2 separate regions of the Sus scrofa genome follow, and region 2 is linked to region 1. A link is a contact called in public HiChIP or PLAC-seq data. All regions are on one chromosome and are shown on one strand. Each heading gives the region's core, a stretch centred on a gene start, on an enhancer-like site or on the middle of the called end of the contact. The rest is flanking DNA. Distances are from core to core; before and after follow the strand shown. Region 1 holds the start of KIF20A (kinesin-like protein KIF20A). Region 2 holds the start of FAM53C (protein FAM53C).

What was found. HiChIP or PLAC-seq counts read pairs in DNA pulled down with a chosen protein or histone mark.
Region 2: an H3K27ac HiChIP or PLAC-seq map of alveolar macrophages shows a contact between it and region 1. The contact joins the promoter of FAM53C here to the promoter of KIF20A in region 1. A contact is called at or near these places in 1 of 5 promoter capture datasets (fetal liver) and 1 of 2 datasets of contacts at active chromatin or transcription factors (alveolar macrophages).

The regions. Positions count from the first base shown.
Region 1 is chr2:140,198,863-140,205,313 of Sscrofa11.1, forward strand. KIF20A (kinesin-like protein KIF20A) reads left to right here and starts at 3,455. Exons shown (of 19, transcript XM_003123952.6): 1 at 3,455-3,579; 2 at 4,050-4,235; 3 at 5,807-5,896; 4 at 5,995-6,114. The coding sequence starts at 4,071. It overlaps BRD8 (bromodomain-containing protein 8), which reads right to left and starts at 3,385. Exons shown (of 24, transcript XM_005661688.3): 1 at 3,337-3,385; 2 at 3,002-3,073; 3 at 2,019-2,115. The coding sequence starts at 3,020.
Region 2 is chr2:140,327,321-140,333,771 of Sscrofa11.1, forward strand. It overlaps FAM53C (protein FAM53C), which reads left to right and starts at 3,281. Exons shown (of 5, transcript XM_005661691.3): 1 at 3,281-3,557. LOC100515533 (oocyte-specific histone RNA stem-loop-binding protein 2) reads left to right here. Exons shown (of 8, transcript XM_021084840.1): 5 at 327-436; 6 at 439-469; 7 at 612-699; 8 at 2,148-2,925. The coding sequence ends at 2,255.

The DNA of each region.
Region 1 (6,451 bases), core at 2,205-4,704:
TCAGTATTTCATATCATGAGTTTATCTTAGATAAAATTCTTATGTGTGTGTGTGTGTGTGTGTTGTTTTTTATTTCTTTTGGCTGCAACCATGGCATATAGAAGTTCCCAGGCCAGGGATCAAACTCATGCCACAGCAGTAACAACACCGGATCCTCAGTCCACTGAGCCACCAGGGAATTCCCACTCGTTTTTTTTTCCTTTCTGTTGCTCCTTCCTCGTCGGCATATGGAGGTTCCCAGGCTAGGGGTTCAATGAGAGCTACAGCTGCTGGCCTACACCACAGCCACAGCAACACGGGATCCGAGCCGCGACTGCAACCTACATCACAGCTCACAGCAACACTGGATCCTTAACCCACTGAGCAAGGCCAGGGATCGAACCTGCATCTTCATGATACTAGTCAGGTTCCTTACTGCTGAGCCACAATGAGAACTCCAGGAATCTAAACATTTTAATCAGTGGCATGTGCTGACAGTGAGAGCTGAAGCTGAGAACCCACTCCTTCCCTGCTGGTCACTGCCCTGGGCTTGGGTACATTTGGGTCAGGCACACCTTGATGGTGTCCTCTGAGTTATCTTAACTCTTTCCCTGCCAACTAGTCCTATGGCAGGTTCTAAACTTGCTAAGCCACAGTGGGAACTCCCTACGTTTGACCTAAGTGCTCTTATACTATTTTTCTAACAGAAATATAAAAGATACACAGATTGCATTCTATTTCAATCTAGTTTACCTGATATTTTGTGTAAAAATTCATTCAGTTTTATATTTGAATTGAGTTATATTTAATGTCAAGCTGAGATTTATCAAATAGCATGTTTCATTTTGTCATAGGGTTTACTGGCTCAAGAACAGCTGCTACCTGGAATATCCTGGATTTATCTTTGAAAGGCTATTTGAAGAATACATAAAATTGTGGAAGTGCTAACTGTGACAAGTGATGATGCTTTCATAAACTCATTTGAATGGTTACAGAAGTAGAGATATACCATACAAACTCATATTTGTATCTTAAGTAATTAGAATGCTTAAGACAATTAAAAGGTTTCCTCGGGAGTTCCCTTCATGGCTCAGTGTTTAAAGAACCCAACTAGGATTCATGAGGATGCAGTTTGATCCCTGGCTTCACTCAGTGGGTTAAGGATCTGGCATTGCCGTGAGCTATGGCATAGGCCGCAAATGTGGCTCGTATCCCACATTGCTATGCCTGTCCTGATTCAAGCCCTAGCCTGGGAACCTCCATATGCTGAGAGTACTGCCCTAAAAAGACCAAAAAAAAAAAAAAAAAAAAAAAAAAAACCCAAAAAAAAGAGAGAGAGAGAAGAGTTTGTTCTGGTTTCAAAAAAGACCGGACACAGACAGTCCCACTTTCTGGAACTTAAATGCTGAATGCCAAGACAATTCAATAGGAAGAGAATAGTCTTTTCAACAAATACTAGGTCCTACGACAGTTGCATGCAAGTGACCCTGCCTTATAACCTCATAAAAATTATCTCAAAATGGATCAAAGATTTGAATGTGGAGAGTTAAAAGCTCTTAGAAGAAAACATAGAAGTAAATGGTTGTTAGCTGTGACACCAAAAACACTAGCCACAGAATAAAAAATAGACAAACTGGACATATCAAAACCAAAAACTTTTGTGCTGTAAGCAATACCAAGAGATAACAACAATACCAAAGAAAGTGGAAAGACAACACACAAAATAGGAGAAGTATTTGCAAATCATGTATGTGACAAGGGATTTGTGTCCAGAATAAATAAAAAATTCTTATAACTCAATAATAAAATGAAAAATAATCCAAAGGATCTGAGCAATTACTCCAAAAGACACACAAATAGACAATAAAAACATGAATAGATGCTCAGCACTCAACGGTTTCCAACAACATTGGTTCAGAAAAATGCAAATCAAACCCGCAATGAAATATCATTTTATGCCCACTAGTATAGCTATAACCAAAAAGACAACGCTCAACAGTTTCCAATACCCAAAAAAGCTGACAACCTAGATACCTTACCAATTTTGATCTCCACTCCTCATGACTGAAGACGCTAAACACAGCTTCTCTCGGATGGACCATGGCTCTGTAGGGCCAGTACTCAGCAGCTTATGTTCTGAAAGTAGAGAAGACTTATAGAAAACCACTGAGACACTAGTTCTAAGCCTCAAAGAGAAGACTAAAAGCCTAAACATCCCAACCTATAAGGACAACGTGAGCTACTATCACCAAATCTTGATTCTTCACCTTTCTAGTAAATAACCTAACTAAAACAGTGTGCCTATGGTATTTGAAGAAATAAAATGTTTTGCCTTCAAATGCCATGGGCACAATGGTTTAGTTTAAAAAAAAAAAAAGTAATGTCAGATTAAGATAGGGCAGCTCCCCGAAAGACTCAATTTTAAAAAACGCTTTATTCCAATTTGGACCTAAGGGCTTATTTCCCAGGATTCCGAGCGGCCACCTCCCCTCCGTCCCGCCTCCTTCTTAGCATAAAGTTGTTTACTTCTTTCAGTAACACCGCTCCCCTTTCCCCTGGCCGGGCCTAAAAGCCATATTCAGTCCGTGAAACAGAGATAAATGACTGAGATGCCCGAAATGTGATTTCCCCAGTGGCAGAAAAAGCTCGCGGTTAAAACTCCCCATTTCTCTGTGACTAGTGGCCTCATAAACGTTCGTCAGAAACTGAATGACTCTTTGGGATGCCGGCCACTCCTTAAGGCGCACAACGTCTCGGTCCGTCTGTAGGGCACCTTTTCAGCTCACCCCGCAGAGCTCCCCAACATACAAAGATTTCGCTGAGCTGCTTATCTCAAACCTCGGCGGCCTTACTGAGAAGACTACACTTCTAGGCCCCCGGCCGTTGGGCTTCACTACACCGTCGAGTTCAAGTCTCGTGCCCTCCCTGGGCTCTCAGGCAAATCACTGCTCCTACTCTCTATGCTGTTGCCTGGCCTCGGCTCTACAAAGACTTACCACACAAAGGCGGTGCAAATACTTACTGCCCGTCCCTGCCGCCATTTTGGCTCGGAAGTCTCCAACTCCTGAGGGAAGAGCGTCAGCGTCCGCTACGCCTTAAAAAAAGAAAGTATAAGAAAAAGAACTCTGGGAAATAGAGTCCCGGTGTTTGGTTGCGGTGCTTCCTGGGAAATGTAGTCCCCCACCCCACCCCAGGAAGAACAAGTGCCCTAAACCGGGTCTCTTGTGCGTTCCTGGGAAGGAATGTGATAAAGAACAAAACACGGCAGCTGATGCCTCAGGGTTCAAGAAAAAGTAATAAGGCGGAATTGCAGGATCACCCAACACCAAGCCTCGACAGTTGGTAACCCGGACCCACTTTTGAGCAGAGCGGTCAGGCCGGAATAAGCCGTTTCCCAGTCTCGTCTGTCCCCTTGCGCTGATTGGTAGGTTCAGGTTTCGCTATCTGATTGGCTCAACGAACGCAGCGCGTAATTTAAAACATTGTATCAGTAACAAAGGTGAGCCTCGTGGGCGGGGTTGTGCTGTCTAGCTGCGAAGGTTCAGGTTCCGTCGCGGGGTGTGAGTGAGCCGGTACCGGAGGAGACGTGCGGTGTCTTCGGTGAGTATGAGGCTCTACTGGAGCCCAGCTGCGGTACCTGCTCTTGCCCTCGCGAATTAGGCTTTCAGAAAGAAGAACTGCCGCCATCCTTTTTTTTTTTTTTTTTTTTTTTAATACCTCTGTCCTCACTGTGGGCCTGGGGGAGAGACTGAAGGAGCCCAGGGCTACTGACACCACCTCCACGACACCGGAGAGCAAGACACCGTACTTGGAGTGTGGCCTTCTGCTTTTGGAGCTGGGTGTCTGCTCATTCCTGTTCGCGGTCGGAAATGCCGCCTCAGACTGGATTAAATGATTAACTCTCTCTCTCATTTCCTTTCTCTTTGCTAGTAGTTGAAGGGAAAGAGGAGCAGGAATTCAGCCAGTGAGACCAAGTTGTCTTGGGGCCTAGGAATTGGTTCTTACTCAGAATTTGCAGCCCTTTTTATCCCATAAGGTTCTCCTCCCTACCCACTTTTGTCTCTCTTTAGATCTAGGCTTCCCCTGCTAACATGTCGCAAGGGATCCTCTCTCCACCAGCCGGCTTGTTGTCGGATGAGGAAGTCGTAGTCTCCCCCATGTTTGAGTCCACTGCTGCAGATTTGGGGTCTGTGGTGCGCAAGGAACTGCTGTCAGACTGCTCTGTCATCTCCACCTCCCTGGACGACAAGCAGCAGGTAAAGGAGTTGAATTGGCTTGGGGGCAGAAAGTCATATCCTCAGCATACTAGTTATCCCTACAAAGTAGCAGGAGGTCAAAACCCTGCATTCTTAGGGTTTGAGAGATCAACTGAAAATTAAGGACAAGACAAGTAAAAAATGTACAATTGTGTGTCTCTAAGAAATCTATTAACTGCATTGCCGTAATGAAACATTCTCAAATGCATACTCAGTTAATCCTATGAGAGAAGGCAGTAGTTAGATCTCCTTCACCATGAAGTCCAGACATATTCAGGCTTTAATATGAACCCATAGCTTGCACTTAAAAGGGGGCTTGCTTTCTGCTGAGATGTCTCAGCTGCAGCATTCTTGATGCCTGGGGCCAGATGATTCTTTGTTATAGGGGGCAGTTCTGTGCAGTGTAAAATGTTAAGCGGCATTCTTGGTCTCTACCCACTAGATGTCAGTAGCTCCTTCCCAGGACATCCAGGAAATTTGTTCTGGCATTACTAAATGTCATGGTTAAGAACAGCTCTACTCAGACATCTCTTGTAGAAGTTTTATGAGAGCAGGGCCTTTGTTAATGTCCTTCACTGTGAACTACTGGATCCTATAAGATTTCCTGCACCGGAGTAGAGAGATCTCTGATCTCTAAATATCTGTTGAATGAACTTGGTGGGTGCTATTATTAACCCCATTCTACAGATGAGGGAACTGAGGTAAAGAAAACTTAAAGAACTTGTTCAAGATCTCAGGAGTTCCCGCTGTGGCACAACAGGATCAATGGTGTCTTTGCAGTGGCAGCAATTCAGGTTTGGTCCCCGCCCCGGCACAGACACAGTGGGTGAAGGATCCAGCCATGCTGCAGCTGTGGCATAGGTTGCAACTCCAGCTCTGATTGGATCCCTGGCCCAGGAATCCAATGGGTGGCCGAAAAAAAAAGATCTCATGGTTTCTTAATGATGGAATTGGGACTGAAATTCAGGTGTGTCTGCCTCTAAGGTGCTTAACTACTATGTTTTGCCATAATATCACACACTAATTTTCATGCCATTCAGAAAGTTCTAACCCAGATAATCTGTGGTAAGCCAGGCTTTCAGGATTCTAAAACGACAAGAAAGATGATTAAGTAGTGAAAAAGTCCATGTGGGTTGGAGTGATTATGGAACCTGAGTAGCTGCACACAGTCATTAGAGGTGGAATATGGTAGTGTTAACATGATTTCCAGGAACTATTTTATTTTACTTCTATTATTTTTTTGTCTTTTGTCTTTCCAGGGCCACACCTGCAGCATATAGAGGTTCCCAGGCTAGGGGTCCAATTGGAGCTGCAGCTGCCGGCCTACACCACAGCCACAGCAATGTGGGATCCGAGCTATGTCTTTGACCTACACCACAGCTCATGGCAACACCAGATCCTTAACCCACTTAGCGAGGCCAGGGATTGAACCCTCATCCTCCTGGATACTAGTCAGGTTCATCAACCACTGAGCCACAACGGGAACTCCAGAAACTATTTTATATTTGCCCATCTGCTCAGAAGTAACTGCTGAGATTAATCTGTGGTTCTGGCCTGGAATTCTGTCACAGGTTCCATCTGAAGGAAGCATGGAGAAAGTCAAAGTATACCTGAGGGTCAGGCCCTTTTTACCTTCAGAGTTAGAACGACAGGAGGATCAGGTGAGTTTCTGAGGAGGGAGGATTAAAAGTGGAATGCTGCAATACAGTAGAGGCTCCCAGGAATGTTTTCCTTCGGTGACAGTTTTCCCTCTTCTTAGGGTTGTGTCCGTATTGAGAATATGGAGACCCTTGCTCTACAGGCACCCAAGGACTCTTTTGCCCAGAAGAGCAACGAGAGAGGGATTGGACAAGCAACACACAGATTCACCTTTTCCCAGGTATAGAGATACTGATATGTGAACAGGGCACCACCATGTAGAGGCAACTTTATTCCCTCTTTAGAGGGTAAAGCTTTCTTCTTAACTGTGAGTTTCTTATATATACATGTCTACAGCTTGGGGACCTTTGTAATGTGTTAGTGTGTCAAGCACTTTACGTGCTTTAATTCCCAACAACTCTGTCACTGTTATCATTATGGTCCCTGTTTTCCAGTAAGGATACTGTGGCTCAGTGAGGATAGTGTTGCTGAAGCCCTGTAGCAGTCATTGGTAGAGTTAGGGCTTGAATCAGATCCATCTATCTCCCAAGCCCATGCTTGTGACCATTATGTCGCTC
Region 2 (6,451 bases), core at 2,031-4,530, 130 kb after region 1:
ACATACTTGCCTAACTACATGTAAGTTTACATGCATACATACAAGTTAATGTATGAAAAGGTAGAATTTATTTTAAAGAAATGTCAAATACAGTCTTTTATATCTATCTTGACTTCTGCGGGCATTGGAATATCTAATTCCCCTTCCCAGAAGAAAGAATATCAGAGAGTTGGGAAGTTTGGTGTTTAAAGATTTTCTTTGGATTGAGGGCACTGATCCTACCTCATTCTCAGGGAATCCCTAATGCGTCTCCTAATTCGCTGTGGTAAGTAGTGAGCTGTGCCCCTTCACCTTGACCTCAGTCTGACACAATCTGTTGTTGCCAGGGCACAGCGACTGCCAGGACTTCACCCTCAAACGCCAAACAAGAACAGGAGGTACAGCCGTCGATCCTGGGATGCCCAGATCAGGCAGTGGAGAAGAGCCCTACATTCCTGGGACCCCCCAACCAGCCTCTGCAGGCTGAGGGGTGTGTGCACTATTCCTGGTTCCTTCTTTGAGTGATGGACTAAGCCCCACCTCTCTCCACTTTGCAGAGGTTTAGCTTTCACTGGCTGAAAAGGGAGAGTGTGAATGAGGTTCATGTTCCTTTGACTCTACCGTCTCTCTAGGTGGGGAATGGAGAATCTCTTAGAGCCAATGGATTCTTCCCCTTTGCAACCCTCAGGGAATCTGGATGGAGACCAGAAGGGAACCCAGGTAGTATCCTCTGCTGCAATCCATTGGAGCAGGGTCAGAGATGGGATCTGGCCTAGGAGGCCAGAGTTATGATGGGGTTCAAGGTAGTAGCCCAAGAACAAAAGAAGGAAAATAAGAGAGCAGGACAAATTGCAAGACATGAGTTAAAAAAAAAAAAAAAAAAAAAAAAACCGTTGAAGGGAGTTCCCGTCGTGGCGTAGTGGTTCACGAATCCGCCTAGGAACCATGAGGTTGTGGGTTCGATCCCTGGCCTTGCTTAGTGGGTTAAGGATCTGGCGTTGTCGTGAGCTTGTCGTATGGGTTGAAGACACGGCTGGGATCCCACAGTGCTGTGCCTCTGGCGTAGGCGGCGGCTACAGCTCCGATTCGACCCCTAGCCTGGGAACTTCCATATGCCACGGGAGTGGCCCAAGAAAACGCAAGAGACAAAAAAAAAAAAAAACAAAAAAAAAAAAACCTGAAGCAAAAGTGGCATAAGGAGATCTAGTTAAAGTTAGTAATGGGAGAGATGTTGAGCTGCACTGGGGAAGCTATTTTATACTTGATGAAATGAGTGTCATCTTCCTTTGAAATGAGACCTGAAACCTCACTTGGAGGGTTTTAAGTGTCTCAGTTTCTTTCAGTATTTACTCAACCATTTAAGTATAGTAAGCATGGTCTTTTATTATTAAATAAAAAGAGGGATCACCTAATGGTGAAGATCAGAGGTTTTAGAGCCTAAGACTGCTTTCCTCCCACATCCACCTCAGCATGCTGAAGTTCCTGGGCCAGGGATGTAACCCATGCCACAGCAGCAACTCAAGCCACTTCAGTGCCTTACCCCACTGCACCACAAGAGAATTCCTCAACTGCTTTTTAATACCTCTGTCCATCACTGTTAAGGGAGTCACTTAACCTCTCCTGCTGTTTTATCTGTCAAATAGATTTTTGTCTCATTTTATTATTGTAAACAAAAATGAGAATACACATTTAAAGTATGCATCATGGTGCCTGAAACATAAGTGCTCCACCAACAGCAGTTATTGGAAACCATGTCTGTCTTTTTTTTTTTTTTTTTTTTTTTTTTTTTTGGCTTTTTAGGGCCTCAATTGGGGCTTGTGGAGATTCCCAGGCTAGGGGTCGAATCAGAGCTACAGCTGCTGGCCATAGCCAGAGCCACGCAACGCAGGATCTGAGCCGCGTCTGCAAGCTACACCATAGCTCATGGCAATGCCAGATTCTTAACCCACTGAGCAAGGCCAGGGATGTAATCCCAACCTCATGGTTCCTAGTTGGATTGTTTCTGCTGCACCACCAACAGGAGCTCCAGGAAAACCATGTCTCTTGTACTTCATGCCCCTGTGCCTTCTTTTGCTAAGGGAAATGTGCAGGGCAAGCAAGTGTGCAGTATATTCCCCCCCCCATTTTCTTCATAAATACATCACTTTCCCTCTACTTTTCTTTTTCAGCTTGCAGATTTGGTGGCTCCTGCCTCCTCCCTTTCCTGGATCTGTGAGGAAGATCCCCACCACTGGCTCTACGTTCTAGCTGATTACAATTATCTGTCCCAAACTTGAGTGGAGCACAAAATATTTAGGGAAAACATGTCTTTCAGAGGACTTGTTGCTGAATGTGACAATGAAATTACTTGCAGTACTTCTTTCCAATCGATTAAAAATGAAGTCTAAAACTCTGTCCTTTAAGAGATCATAACACGAAGGCATTGTTTAACCCACCCCATCTTCCCATTTTTTTACCGTCTCTCTAAACCTTCTCGATAGCTGAGACTCAAATTGACATAAGAGCCAGAAATCACCCAGCTTTTCCACAACCTCTTCACCTACTACTATATTCAGATTCTTAAAAAAGGACTGAAACTTTGGCTGAGGTGGGAGGTGGTGGGAGTGGTGGAGATTTTGTAAAAGGTGGTTTCCTCTTCCTGAGGAGAAAACAGAGCCATCAATATTTTCCCCTCATCTGTCTGTTTGCTCCCTCCCTTTCTGTCTAAAGGAAAGTGGTCCAGCTGTAACCACCATAATTTTCCCCTCCCCCTTCCCCCTCCCCCACGCAAGCAACTGAACCGCCTATGATGTCATAATCACAATCCCATTACCTCATCCTGCTGGGGGGGGGTGCGTAGGGGAGGAGGAGTGAACAGCCCTGGGCCCTGGTCAGCTTTACGATATTTTGGGTAACGGCTAATTACAGAACCAAGTAGGAACGGCCCCGCAACCGTTATAAGTCCTGGATTCTTAAGGCTCGAGCCGATCTGGCAGCTGGGAGAGGGGCTCTGGGACTCAGAGCAGGCCCTAATCGGCGCTTGGACTACACTTCCCAGAAGCCTTCACGCCGCGGACGGGTCCTCTGCTAGGAGAAAGGGGATTCCTTCAGAAAGGCGGCTGTAGAGGGTGGGACAGAAGAGCAGGTGAGAGGAACCTGAATTAGTTCTTTTACACTACTGGAACCGAGTTGAGGGCTGTAAGTGGATCTATGTAGTAATAGAGGGCGAAGGCGATGGCTTTGTTTACCTTCAGCCGACGCGGCCTCCCCCGCGGGTTTCGACGTTTGCCTCCAACTGGGTCAGTCCACCTTCTCCAATATGTTGGAGGGGGTGACTCGATAATGAGGAACCCACCCTTGTAGCTAAGTCAAAGAGCCGGGCCTCTTCCCGACAGCGCCATCCAAGAAGGGCTTTGAGAGATAAACGACGCGGTGCTCGAGCCCCCGCGGACGGTTCGGGGGATTCTGCATATCGGGGTGATCTCCCCGCTCTCCTCAGGGGCCCGTTGGTTCGCTCCGGCGCCTTTTAAGGGCACCGTGGGGCGAACCGAGCGCTCAGAGCTGCTCTGGCCGCGGCCCTGGGAGCTGGAGGAGCCGCGGTAGGTGGCGGAGGGCAGGTGGCGCTGTGGCCTCGGGGCGGGCACCTCGACCGTCCCTCCCTCTTTCCCTTTTTCCCCTCCCCCAGCCTGGCCGCCTGCGAGGCAGGGCCTCGCTGGCCGCCTCCGCGGGGAGAGCACGGGACCCGGTGGGGGAGGGGGTGGCGGAGTGCTAAGTCCCAGACCCTCTCCATCCTCTGCGTCCTGAGTTCGCTTCCCGCGGCCAGGTGATGGGAGCTGATTGGGAAGAGACGAGCGACAGCCCCCATGAGCGTGCCCTGGCGCCCCCCCGGGGGGGGGGGCGGCAGCGGACGCCCCATGCCCCACCCCGCCGGGACAGGCAGGGCAACCGAGGGAGAGGTTGAAGATTGGAAGGGGGGCCTAGCCTTTTGCTTCTTCATTGGGGTGGGGGGAGGGGTGCTCCCCACTTGTCACCCTTATCCCCACCAGTGCCATATGGAGGAAGAGCAGTCAGGTCCCTACATACCTGTTCATGCACCTCCATGCCTGCCTCATGTTTTCCTTAGTCTCCCCCAGAGCTGTGGGACTGGGACCTAGGGGGAAGGTCCCCATGGGTTTTTGACTCTCCTCCCCTTTGGCCTCACTTGATCCTAGGTTCTCCAGGTTTCAGCACAACCTCAGCATCCCTGAAACCCTAATGTCAGGGATTACTGCCAACCCATGGGGTCGGGGTGGCAGGGGTCCAACCTTTATTTGGGGGGGTGATGGTGGAGAGAAACCCTGGATTGAGAGTTGGGCCTGGTGGGGTTTGGAGGAGGGCCTAGCCGCCTGCTGCTCTGTGTAGGGCTGAGCCCCGTGCCAGTTGTTAAGCTGAGAAGTTTTAACTTGTTTAGTGAACGTTCAGGGCTGTCTGCCCCTCAGATACACAAAATGGAAGGGGAAGGAAGGCGGCAAGAGAGGGCTTCTTACACTTTTTTCTATGCCTGCCTGAGAAAGAGGAGGCCCCTCGTGGAGCTGGTTTGCCTTCTTTTGTGTCCTGGTTTGATTCCTTATGGCTTCCGTTCTGTTCCCCCTCTCAGCCTGGCCTGTTTTAGGAAACTCAGACAGAGAGTATCAGTTGCGTGGTGGTAGTTGCATTGTTCCAATTACCGCCGTGTGTGGCCACATCCCAACAATTAAAATGCAGAAAAACACAAAATCACTCTCTTCCCTTGATCCCAGAGAGGGCTAGAAGTTTGCTGTTTGGCTAAATGCCTCATGAAGAGCTTAAAAGAGTTTTGCTTCACTCCCTGCTCCTCATGGCTGGTCAGCTTGAGGCCTGGGGTGTCTGGGGGTAAAAGCCTGCAGTTAGGTTCCCTCTCTGGTTGATTTTTGAGGGCAGAGTTAAGAAACCAAGAGCAGAAGTGATATAAGCTTTAGCTTCTACAAGAACATAGGGGAAGCAGCCGAAAGGAGCTCCCAGGAAGCTGGAACTCTGTTCGGAGTGGTAGTAATAATTATGCATGAAAATGTTATTTAGCCATAGTGATGACTGACTTCTCCAACACCTTTTTTCCCTTAAACTCCAAGTACACGAAGGTGTATTTCTTTGCATTTCCTTGTGGTCTGCCTTCTTTTGAGGTGAGAGTGGGTAGAGAGGATCCCCTCTTTTTCTGCCTAGGTAGAGAGTGGTCTGCCCTCAAGGTCACAGAACAACCCTTTTGGGCTTCTCTTGGTGTGCAGGTGAAGGAGGTTGGGATCCAGCCAAGTAGATCAACCCAATTGCCTTCTTCATGTTGGTATTAGCACTTTTGGCATTCTGAGGGTTTGTAGAAGATCAAATAGGAGGGATGAGAAACCCGGCAGTTTGTGTGGACTCCTGATTTGTATAGGCTTGGATGTATACTTTTTACATAGTGATATTTGGCATAATATTTTTCCAGTGACAGAGTGTGGTTATTCTGCCCATTTTACCTATGAGTAAACTGAGGCAAAGAAAGGTTAGATTTGCCAATCGGACCCATATTTGATTTCTTTTTTTTTTTTTTTTTTTTTTTTTTTTTTTTGCTTTTTAGGGCCATATGGAGATTCCCAGGCTAGGGGTCTAATCAGAGGTACAGCTGCTGGCCACACTGAGTGAGGCCAGGGATTGAACCCACAACCTCATGGTTCCTAGTTGGATTCATTTCCTCTACGCCACAATGGGAACTCCTTGATTTCTTGATAGTTGTATCTGCTAGCAAATGTTACTTAGACGTCTGGTGTGCCGTCTGCCTGCTGGTCATTTCTGGGAATAGGCAGAACAGTTTGGAAATGTTAGGTTAACTTCCCCTCCTCCCTTGAGCAAGGCCCCTCAGGCAGTTGTGTGGGTTTGAAGCCTGTTCTCTGATAGAATTTGTTTGCTTCTGCTGTAATTGACCATGAGAAAGAGTCTTGATTAATTGTATTCATGGTCTTTGAGTCAGATCAGGCTAAAAACTTAGTTGAGTGAAGTCAGAGTTGTTTTCAATCTCTCTAGAGTTGAAATGTAAATGGAGTCACCCTGGTACCATTTCCTTATTCTCTTATGAGAGAATATGTACAGTATCTGTTGGAGAAGAATAATAAGATAGCAGCTCTTGAGGCTAAGGAGAACATAATACCTTGTTTACTCTGATTGTTTTGAAGCAGAAATTCATTCCTACAACCACTGTTCCTCTTTGTTCCCTATTAATATTTCTGATGTTTAGGAAAAGTTTACCTCTCTTTGCTTATGACTAGAAGATAAAATATTGGACTAATCAGGACAGAAATAACAATTTGGGCGTCTCTCTCCTTTGAGCTGGTTTTTTGTTTGTTTGTTTGTTTGTTTTTGTTTTTTTTTTTTGTCTTTTCGCCATTTCTTGGGCTGCTCCCGCGGCATATGGAGGTTCCCAGGCTAGGGGTCGAATTGGAGCTGTAGCTGCCAGCCTACACCA